Regions from separate parts of the Mus musculus genome. Here region 2 is linked to region 1. Evidence: chromatin contacts called from public HiChIP or PLAC-seq data. All regions are on one chromosome and are shown on one strand. Each heading gives the region's core, a stretch centred on a gene start, on an enhancer-like site or on the middle of the called end of the contact. The rest is flanking DNA. Distances are from core to core; before and after follow the strand shown.

Evidence for each region. HiChIP or PLAC-seq counts read pairs in DNA pulled down with a chosen protein or histone mark.
Region 2: a contact with region 1 is called in a BATF HiChIP or PLAC-seq map of CD8 T cells, with 8 read pairs. The contact joins two enhancer-like sites. A contact is called at or near these places in 2 of 15 datasets of contacts at CTCF or cohesin (the NIH/3T3 cell line and large pre-B cells), 4 of 484 Hi-C or Micro-C datasets (bone marrow-derived macrophages, nephron progenitors, regulatory T cells and 1 more) and 5 of 115 datasets of contacts at active chromatin or transcription factors (CD8 T cells, bone marrow-derived macrophages, effector CD8 T cells and 2 more).

What each region holds. Positions count from the first base shown.
Region 1 is chr4:95,104,541-95,109,115 of GRCm38.p6, forward strand. All of the region lies in intron 1 of Junos (a long non-coding RNA gene), which reads left to right. Among named protein-coding and RNA genes, the nearest start is that of Junos, 55 kb to the left of the region's middle. Within about 2 kb of position 2,436, at least 285 of the 459 cell types and tissues checked have an H3K27ac peak or open chromatin away from gene starts, as enhancers often do. A contact at or near this core is called in CD8 T cells, where this site is marked.
Region 2 is chr4:95,288,758-95,293,495 of GRCm38.p6, forward strand. No RefSeq gene overlaps it. Among named protein-coding and RNA genes, the nearest start is that of Gm32240, 83 kb to the left of the region's middle. Within about 2 kb of position 1,659, at least 8 of the 459 cell types and tissues checked have an H3K27ac peak or open chromatin away from gene starts, as enhancers often do. A contact at or near this core is called in CD8 T cells, where this site is marked.

The sequences.
Region 1 (4,575 bases), core at 1,186-3,685:
GGAAGCAGGTTTTGTTATTATGTGATTGTTGTCATAAAACTCGGAGACTGAGTTTGCTTAATGATTCTCATAATGGGATGAAACTGAAGCTCAGAGAGGCCAAGAAATAGGCTCCAGTTTGCACAGCAAATTAAAAGTAGAGCTAGGACTCTGAGCTATTAAGAACCTGGCCCAGTGTCAGTAAGCACAGTGAACCAGAGGCGGAGCTAAGAGTCAAACCACATTCTAAATTATTTTTTGTAAAAGCATGATAGATTGTTTCACAACTTTTTACATATATATGTACATATACATATACATATATATATATATATATATATATATATATATGCTTTAGAGAGGTAATAGACTTGATTATACCCCATATTATTCTTTCATATCCTTACCCCTTTCTGGCAAACCTCTCCTTCCCAACAAATACCCCTCCTCCTTTTATGTCTTTTTCTTCTGTGGACCACAGCATTTAATTAATTAGTATTTCTGTATGAGCATAAGTGAGGTAATTTACTTGAGCAAGGGCAGCAGCTACCAGTGGCTACAACCACTTGTTCAGACTTTTGCTGTGGTTCTCAAACCCATAACTGATGTGAATGTTGTCCCCATTTTGCAGTGGGAAAGTAGAGGTAAGTAGGGGAGAAATTGTTTATTTAATACCGAGCCTGGTTTCCTGTTCATTTGAGAGCTCATAATGTTTAATGTCTTCAGAGAAGGGTTTTTAGAACCAGCTCTAAATAGTGGTGGGATAGTGGTGGGAGCTGGTGGGCTTTGATTAAGTGATAATAGCCTTTATCTGTATCAGTGTGGGAACTTAGCTGCATCCAGCCTTGGGTACAGACCTGGTCCTTGTCTATCAGAGCTCTGTCGTGTGTAGCCAGGTGCTTCAACCACAGTATGTGTCAAAACACTGATGACACACCACCCTTTCACTAATGTGCCTTAGCCCCTGCAGGAAAGAAAGGCTCCCTCCTGAAGGGGCTCTCCAGAATGAATGCAGTTACCAGAGATGCTTGGAGTACAGGGGACTGACTGACTCATGCTGAGCTGTCCCCCATCCCTGGGAGGCAGCCCAGGAGCCGCCCACCTCTCCCACACACCACCCTCTTGGCCCAGACTTCTAGTTGCAGCATTTGGATGGATGGTAGAGTTACTCCCTGCCTTTGGCTTCTGCCGGGATCAGGAAGAGGGCTTTGTTCGTTCTCTCTCTCTCTCTCTCTCTCTCTCTCTCTCTCTCTCTCTCTCTCTCTCCCCCTCTCTCTCTCTCTCCCTCTGTCTCTCTCTGACTCTGTCTCTGTCTCTGTCTCTGTCTCTGTCTCTCTCTCTCTCTCTCTCTCTCTCTCCTTCTCTCCTTCTCTCCCTCTCTCCCTCTCTCTCCCTCTCTCTCTCCTGTCTCCTTTAGTGGCTGAGTGGCTGATGGATGCAACCAGAGCTGAAAATTTCCTCCGTGTCTCAGAGAACCTGGGTCCAGTGAGAATCAGGGCATTGAAAGGGGGAACTGAATGGCCAGGTCTGGTTTCTTTCTGCCGGAGGAAGAATTAGTCATCGGGCCACGGCTAGCTGCTGGCAACTGTCGATGTCACAGGGAGAGGAAATGCACTTGGGATGAGTGAGTGCAGTGTGGTCTCCACAAAAATCCTCTTTTTTAACCGAACAGAGGAAGCAGCCTACTGATTTCCCCTTTTCATGAATCGGCAGTTCCTGTCTGCTCAGAGGGCAGCAGTTGGGCGGCTCTGGACCAGATGTGGAGTGCAGAGTAGACTAAGGTGCTCTAGCACAGCGTTTCTTTTCCCTCACAATAGCCTTATTGTCACTGTGAGAATTCTTTCAAACTCTGTGCTGAATGCTCAATCCAAGGTTACAAGCGGTCTGCCTAAGGCCAAGGCCACAGCAGGGAAACCTCGCTCCTGGGCCCCTTGCTTCAATTTCCCCACTTCTTGTCTGTTCATTTCATCGGCACCCCTACACCTCCTTCCAGGATGTCAGAGGTTTCTCTGCGCATGAGCAGTAACTCCTCAGTGTGTGATCCTGTATACAGTACTCGTACGTATACAGTGCCGCAAGTGCACCCTGAACTGAATGTTATTCATGCCTTTTGGGATTGTTTGCATTTTCGAAAATGTCTCTGGGAAAATTGGAGAGTCCACATCAAGGACTGAACATCGATCCCAGCATCCTCCTAGTTCCCCGATGATAGGCTGTTTCTCCCCCTCCCCTCCCTTCCTCTATTCCTCATTTCTTTTAAATTTTGGCAAGGTTGCTCCTAAGTACTTTACAGTTCTTCATTGATTTCATTGTGATTTCCACTGTGTGACACAGGTACTGTCAGTATCCACACCATCCCACCTTCTAATAAACACCGGGCACAGAGTTGTCTGCCTAGGGACACACAGGATGGTGTCAGAAGAGTAAGAATGGCTATGTGAGCTGCAGGGCAATTCCAGGAAGTTAAAGGAGCTGCACTGAGCAGTCGAAAGGTGCTTTCGCATGTTTTGCTCCATTGGGCACTCAGATTCTCTGTGCGACACGGACCGTTTCACCTGTTGAAAGAGAATACAGAGTTTAGGGTTCCACACTAGGAAAGTGAGCAGAGCTTGAGAGCCAAGTTCACTGTGCCTCGCAAATTTCTAATGACTGAGGTGAGCACTGAGGAATTGGGGCTGACTGGCGCAAGGAAGAAGCTTTGAGGAGGAAACACTTTTTAAAGTATATTCTTTGACAGTTGAACAGTCTCGAACAGTCTCTCCCTGTCCCTCTCCCTGTCCCTCTCCCTCTCCCTGTCCCTGTCCCTGTCCCTGTCCCTCTCCCTGTCCCTCTCCCTCTCTCTCCTCCCCTCCTCTCCCCCTTCTCCCCCCTCTCTGCCTCCCCCTCTCTCCTCTTCCTTTTCCTCTCTTCTCCTCCCCCTCCCTTTCCCTCCCCCCTCCCAGCATGTGAGAGGATGTATGTCTGTGTGTTAGTCATAAAATTAGTTCTCAGAAACTTGAGGTTTTAATAAAACATGAAAAACATTTTTACTAGCACCCTCCCTTCCCTCTGGGATCTTAGGTGCTACACAGTATACGGAAATGTAATCCATATGTTTGATTATTCATCCTTCCATCATCAAAAATATTGTTGATTCTTTGAGAAACATTTGATTTTCTGGATGTCATTCTCTTTTAGAGTTTAGAGGAAGAGTCTTTTTTTCCCCTCTCAGCTACTAGTTTATTTTCGTTGACTGTCACTTTGTAACATTTGACTGGGGTGAACAAGTGGTCGCTAGACAACCCCACAGTTTCCTGTGGACTTTTAACCCAATGATAAAAGCAGACATGCATGTTTTTTAGTCTCAGTGCTTTCAAATGTGGCAAGGAGGGAAAGTAATATTTGTAGAATGCCTGCTTTGCAAAGGAATCACCTTTGTCCTCCATGAAGAGGCAGATAGAGAGCATGGTATGGGGGGTAACATCTAATTGGTATTCTTGTGAAGTCGAAGTCACCACTCCTCTTTTAAGGGCATCATAGATGCTGCAAGAGTCAAGTTTCCCACATACAAGACTAGGATTGTCTTTCCTCTAAGCTCAACCATTTTCACTGCCAGCTAAGTACATGCACAGCTCCAGGAAGAACTGAACAGTGCCCCCACCCTGCCCATCTTAGCTTCCCGAAGCTGAGGAAAAACTTCAAGAGAAGAGAGGGTTAAGTAGGTAGGGTTGTTTCTCAGATGGTGTTGTGTGCATTGCATTATGTGTTATTATTGGAAGTTTTAACAGTAGCACAGTAGTAGCAATAATAATAATAATAATAATAATAATAATAATAAATAAGGCCAAAAAAAGCAAAGTAGCTAAGGAAGGGTCTGAGTCTGCGGAGGATACTCCGAGCCAAGGGCTGGAGAAGCTGATGCAGAGAACCTGACACAAATGGATCCTGTTTCAGATCTCGGGGGCAGCTCCCCGGCCCCTCCTGCAGCCCACTTCCCTCGGCTTTCACTGCCCTACTGTCATTATGTTCTGGACTCTTTTTAATTCGGAGGCGATGGGGGCCACATCCTGCCATCAATTTGGGGCTGACTTCAATGAGCATTCTGTGCAGGGCCATTGCGGCAGGATGCAGCTTTCTCCTGGTGGGCCCTGATACAATAGGGTTTTCTACTGAAATCAATGGATTAATTGCAAAGGCTCCACTCGGAACCATAAGGAGAAGCATTGTTTTTCCACAGCCCACAGTCTGGCCATCAGGCCTTGCCAAACTTCATTTTTGAAAAGCCAGGAAAACAGTTTTGTAAAGAGGGGCTGGGGGGTGGAAGGGCACAGGGGAGTCCTTTGGCTCATCTTAGTAAAGGTCAGAAACAATTACAGTGAGAATTCAGAAAGCGCGTTTGTTCTCTGACTGTGGCTCTGTCTGGAAAATTCCAGCCAGAAACAATTGTCTGTCCCTCTTCCAGCCCTCCCTTCCTCCATAGGCTCTTTCCACCCAGGCCCCACCCATCATCTTATTCTACCTTCAGCCAAGCTGTACCCTGAAAACAGCCTCAGACGTCTGGCCACTGGAGTGGTCAAAGGGCTCGTCTGCATTCAATGGGATTAGGCATTCTGGAAA
Region 2 (4,738 bases), core at 409-2,908, 180 kb after region 1:
TATAAAATGGGAATCAGCTATTTCATAGTATTATGAGAATGACCAAATTCTTACTAAATCCTTGTTAAAAATTACTGTCAACTAAAAGGGTTCTATCAATAAAGCTACTAGAACAGCTGTCTCTAACAGACATCTATTGAGAAAACACTATGTTGTCGTCAATGTGAACAGGATGATGGCTTTCAATGAGCTCCATGTATGATTGGAAAGACTGGCTGTCTAGGCTATGCTAGGACATTAGTTTGTTTCACAGACCCTTTACATGTGTTTCCATCTCCTCCAAGCCTTCATTCCCCTAGAGGGAGGAACTATCTTGATCACTCTTGATTGGGGAGGGGGGGATAATAAATACTTAGTGAGTGCCTGTTTGATCAAACAATGACAGCAAGGTTGCTAGCCAAGTCTCCCTTTGGGCTTAGAAACATATTTGTGAAAGAAACAGACTGTCCTTCTACTGGCCAGTTCCTCAGAGATGGAACATTTAGTCCTTGCGTCAGTTGGTACACAATCCAGTCAAAAGACACTTTCATACACATTGGAAAGTTTACTACATATGCCATGATGTTGGAAGGAGGAGTCTACGATGAGAGAAAGGTGATGTGTAGAAGTTCTGAAGCATGAATAGTAATTAACAATAACAAAGGGAAACGTGGTGACATATCAACTCAGGAGCTCCAAAATCTAGGAAAATCACAACACTAAAATAGCTATTGTGACTGGACATGACATGAAGACAAAAACATCACAGAGCATTGTTTAAGCACCACCTGAAGCCTACACAGATTCTGCTTCTTAAATGGATATAAGAATGTGTAGAGGACTGGAAGGATGGTGGCTACACAGATGGATGGATGTGAGAGTGGGTGGGTGGGCAGATGGACGAATAGATGTGTGGGCAGTTATGTGGGTGGGTGGATGGATGGATGGATGGATGGATGGATGGATGGATGGATGACAGTGTTTCTTAAGGACATCCATTTTGAATAAATGAAGAGGATGTGAAGAAGAAGCATGGGTGATAGTTGAGCTCTTGATTTGTACTCAGACCAAGGTTGATTGGTATTAATAACTACATATTAACAAAAGCAGCACATTTATTATTAAACAATAAAAAGATAAGACAAAGGATTTTTAGGCGAATGTCAGTATAAATCTCTCGGTTTTCTTGTGTCATATTTCTTATGCAGACTCTCCGACATGTCTTTCTGAGAACCTTCCACACCCACTCATTCATCTCTCTAGTCAAAACTTTTCTGAAAGAAAAGAGGCTTCTGGTATACTAAGACTTTGTAACTTAATTTTCTAACCAATTTATTACAAAAATTCCATTTTGCCTCCTATTGTCTTAATATCTATATAATATCTCTGCTTATGAAAGATGCCAACTAAAGGTTCAGCCAATTCTCTATTTTTTGGCCATTATTAAAATGTTTCAGTGAACATTGTGTTCTTTTTTTGGCACAAAGTTTCAGGCAAGAAATTACTTTTCTTTCAAGTTTTTGCTGCTCTGGATTGATTGAGCAAAAGTTGATGTGGGGACATATTTCATCCCCAGGCATACCTCACTGGAAGCAGAATCCCTTTGTCACCACAGCGTCCTCTCTGATCAGCCAGGCAGGGTGGACAGGCCTCCCTGTGGTGCAGGTGCACTCAAGCAGCCGTCAGCCATCACTGGCTGTACAAGTGACATGCTATGACAGTGCCAGCTCTTCTGGCATCTCCACTGTGATGGTGATTCAGAGCTGTCAACCGGCACAGCTGTGAGGAAATGCCAAAGAAGGATTTATGGGGTGCAGCAGTGACTTTGTAACCCTCATCTGGAAAAGCAGATGCCAATGAAATCAAATGAGTCGGTGTGGCAAGAGAGAGGAGGCACTTACCTACAATGAAATAGGAAACATCCTGCCAGTTCCCAGAAGCATCAGATAGTCAATGGCTCTAATTACTTACAGGGAAAAAAATGCCAAACATTTTAGTTCAATGAAGAGGCAACAGAGGTAGAAAGATATCTGTTGGAAGTCTGATGCCATAGATCCAAGCTGAACCCCAGCTACCCACTAGCTCTATAACTCAGGCAAGTCACTGCTTTTTGGCTTGGTTTTCCTTCATCTCTATAATAGCCTTACATAGCTGATGTTGGAATGATGAATAAATCAGTCAGTGAAAGTCATTCACTGTGGCCTCTTGTATAGCGAGGGTACACTAGAACATGATGGACCACCCCCATATGGTGGGTATTGAATTCTGGGGTAGAAGCACGGGGTAGCAGACTGTGAAGTATCAATGGATGTGGTGTTGACTGTGATATGGTGTGATGCTGAAGACCACTTCAGAGTTCACCGTAGCCTGAATATCCAGCATTTATAATGGCCCAGCAGCTACAGTTGGAAAGAAGGAGATAGAATAAGGCTCAGGGCAACCAGAAGAGCAACCACCTCAGGCCATAATGGCTCTTTCCCAGCAAAGGTGAGCTAAGTGTTCGGTCAATTACAGATTTGCTGAATTTCTAACTACCAGATTCTGGGAACTCAAGGACAAACAAAAAGGCAAACGTCTCTCCTCTCTCTGGCTCAGAATTGGGAAAACAAGCCCAAACAATGACAAGCAGTGGAGTGATGAGCTAGAACATGTGACACAAACCTAGGATGGAGAGGAGAGGTTTCCTAATGGAGCCATCATCACAGCCAAAGTCAGAGCAAGAAATAAAGATTTCAAAATTAATGTGAGACTTGAATCCTAACCTCCCAGGGGGCTGTTTGCCCGTTTCCACCCTGACCAATAACATCTTGGGCTTTGTAGGAGTTTGTAGAACTTTCCCCACTTGGATGAAATACACAACTCAGCAGAAATTCATTGATGAATTCAATACAACATTAGTTGTGTGCTGCTATCTTTAAGGGCAATGGCTTCAAGTCCTTAGTGCATCAGAATCTTGCTTGTGGAAGGTGACCACTAGACCTAAACCTCTGAACTTCTAATTCAAGCAATGTAAGGAGGGGCCAGAGAATCCAGCATTTCAAGTTCCCAAGTGATATATTGAAAGAAACCTTTTAAAAAAGAAATTAAGGGCAGTTAAGTCAGCAAGGAATCGTATTTCCTGACCTTTCCTCTTCTCCTTTGTGATAATTAGCCAAGTGCATCAGATTGTGAAGTCAAGCTCTCACCAATGGAGTGAGATGTGGTCACCTATGTGAGAGATAAAGAACAGAAGTCATGTTATCAGTTATGCTTTCTAGACTTTTTTTTTTTAATAAAAAAATTCCTCCTATGCTTCATTCCCTTTGCGTGTTCCTTTGTGCAATACTTAGATCATTCCTTGTTTGTTTCTGACAATGTCCATGCTGTCTGCTGGTGAACTGCACTTTATGTCTTAGGGGAAGCAGTTCAGTTTCTGGAGGTGCTACTCAGGGCACAAGGTTGTTTCTAAATTTTCCTTAGTGTTTGTGGAGAGATGGAAGGTCTCAGTCTAGGCCGCTAGTGTCCTTCTAGGAAGGATCCTCTGACGACTCTGTTCTAAAACATTGATTATGTAAGCAAATCACGCAACCAAACCCTGCCTTAGTGTTTACGTTTTACTATATAAACACATTTAGATTTTTTTCTCTTTATTTTCTGAGGGGAAAATGAAAAGATTTTTTTTTTTTGCCAGATTCTGTGGTTTGAATGTTTGTGCCCCACCCCCCAATCCATATGTTGACATTTTAATTCTGTATGTGATGATATTAGAGCGTAGGCTTTTATGAGGTGACTAGATCATGGTAGAGGCCTCCTAAATAGGATATGTGCCATTATTAAAGAAACACAAATGGACTAATCATGCCTTCTTACCATGTGGGCACAGTGGTAACATGTCCTTATAAGAGATTGAATCTTGCCAGAGACTTCTCCAGATCTGTGAGGAATAGGCATTTCTTTTGTTGTTTTTTTGTTTTATGAGCCACCCAGTGTACTGTATACTGTTATTGCAGCCCAGATAGGCTCAGGCCCTTCTTGAAATCAACAAGCTACAAGCACACAGGATCAGTGTCCTCTTCAGTGGTTTTTCCCTCAGGTCTGTTTTCCTCAGGCATGTGGATCCCAAAGTCTGTACTAAACTTCAGCTGAGTCACATTTCATCACACCACATTAATGGCTCCTGGGCTGTGATGGATGAAATGTACAGTCTCGTATCCTGGAGTCAGAAGTCCAGGTCAACACTTCATTGAGATTATTGAGCCTCTTTATGCCTTCGAAGAATGATGGAGGGAGTGATAATCAAAAGCTCCACAGTTGTTGCCATTCCTCTGTGGCACTATGCCTCCAGGACACAGCTATAGGTGTTTAATAGCTTTTGTCTGGACCTTTGCAGTGCCATTCTAAGGGATTTCTCTGCCCCCAGGGGACCTTTCCAAATCTCCCTGAGAGAACCGGTGTAAGGCAAGAGTCTGATCATGCCCTTCTCCTTTCCTCGTGGAAAACTGACTTTACACTCAAGGGAGCAAGGACTGCACCTGGCAGGGACAGACAGACAGACATTCCATGTGAGGGCATGGGCAAGCAGGTGTGGCAGGGACCTTGATGAACTGGAGTTTGGCTGACTTACAGCATTCAAATTTGGAATTCTGGAGAACAGGCTCTGTCTTGGGACAGAGTTTTTAGCCTTTACTGCCAATAGACTTGGCCACAATATGAAACCTGAAGTTTTTTACTTTGGTTGATGAGGTTCAGCCTCCTTCTTGGTGTGCCCTGGTGACTTAAT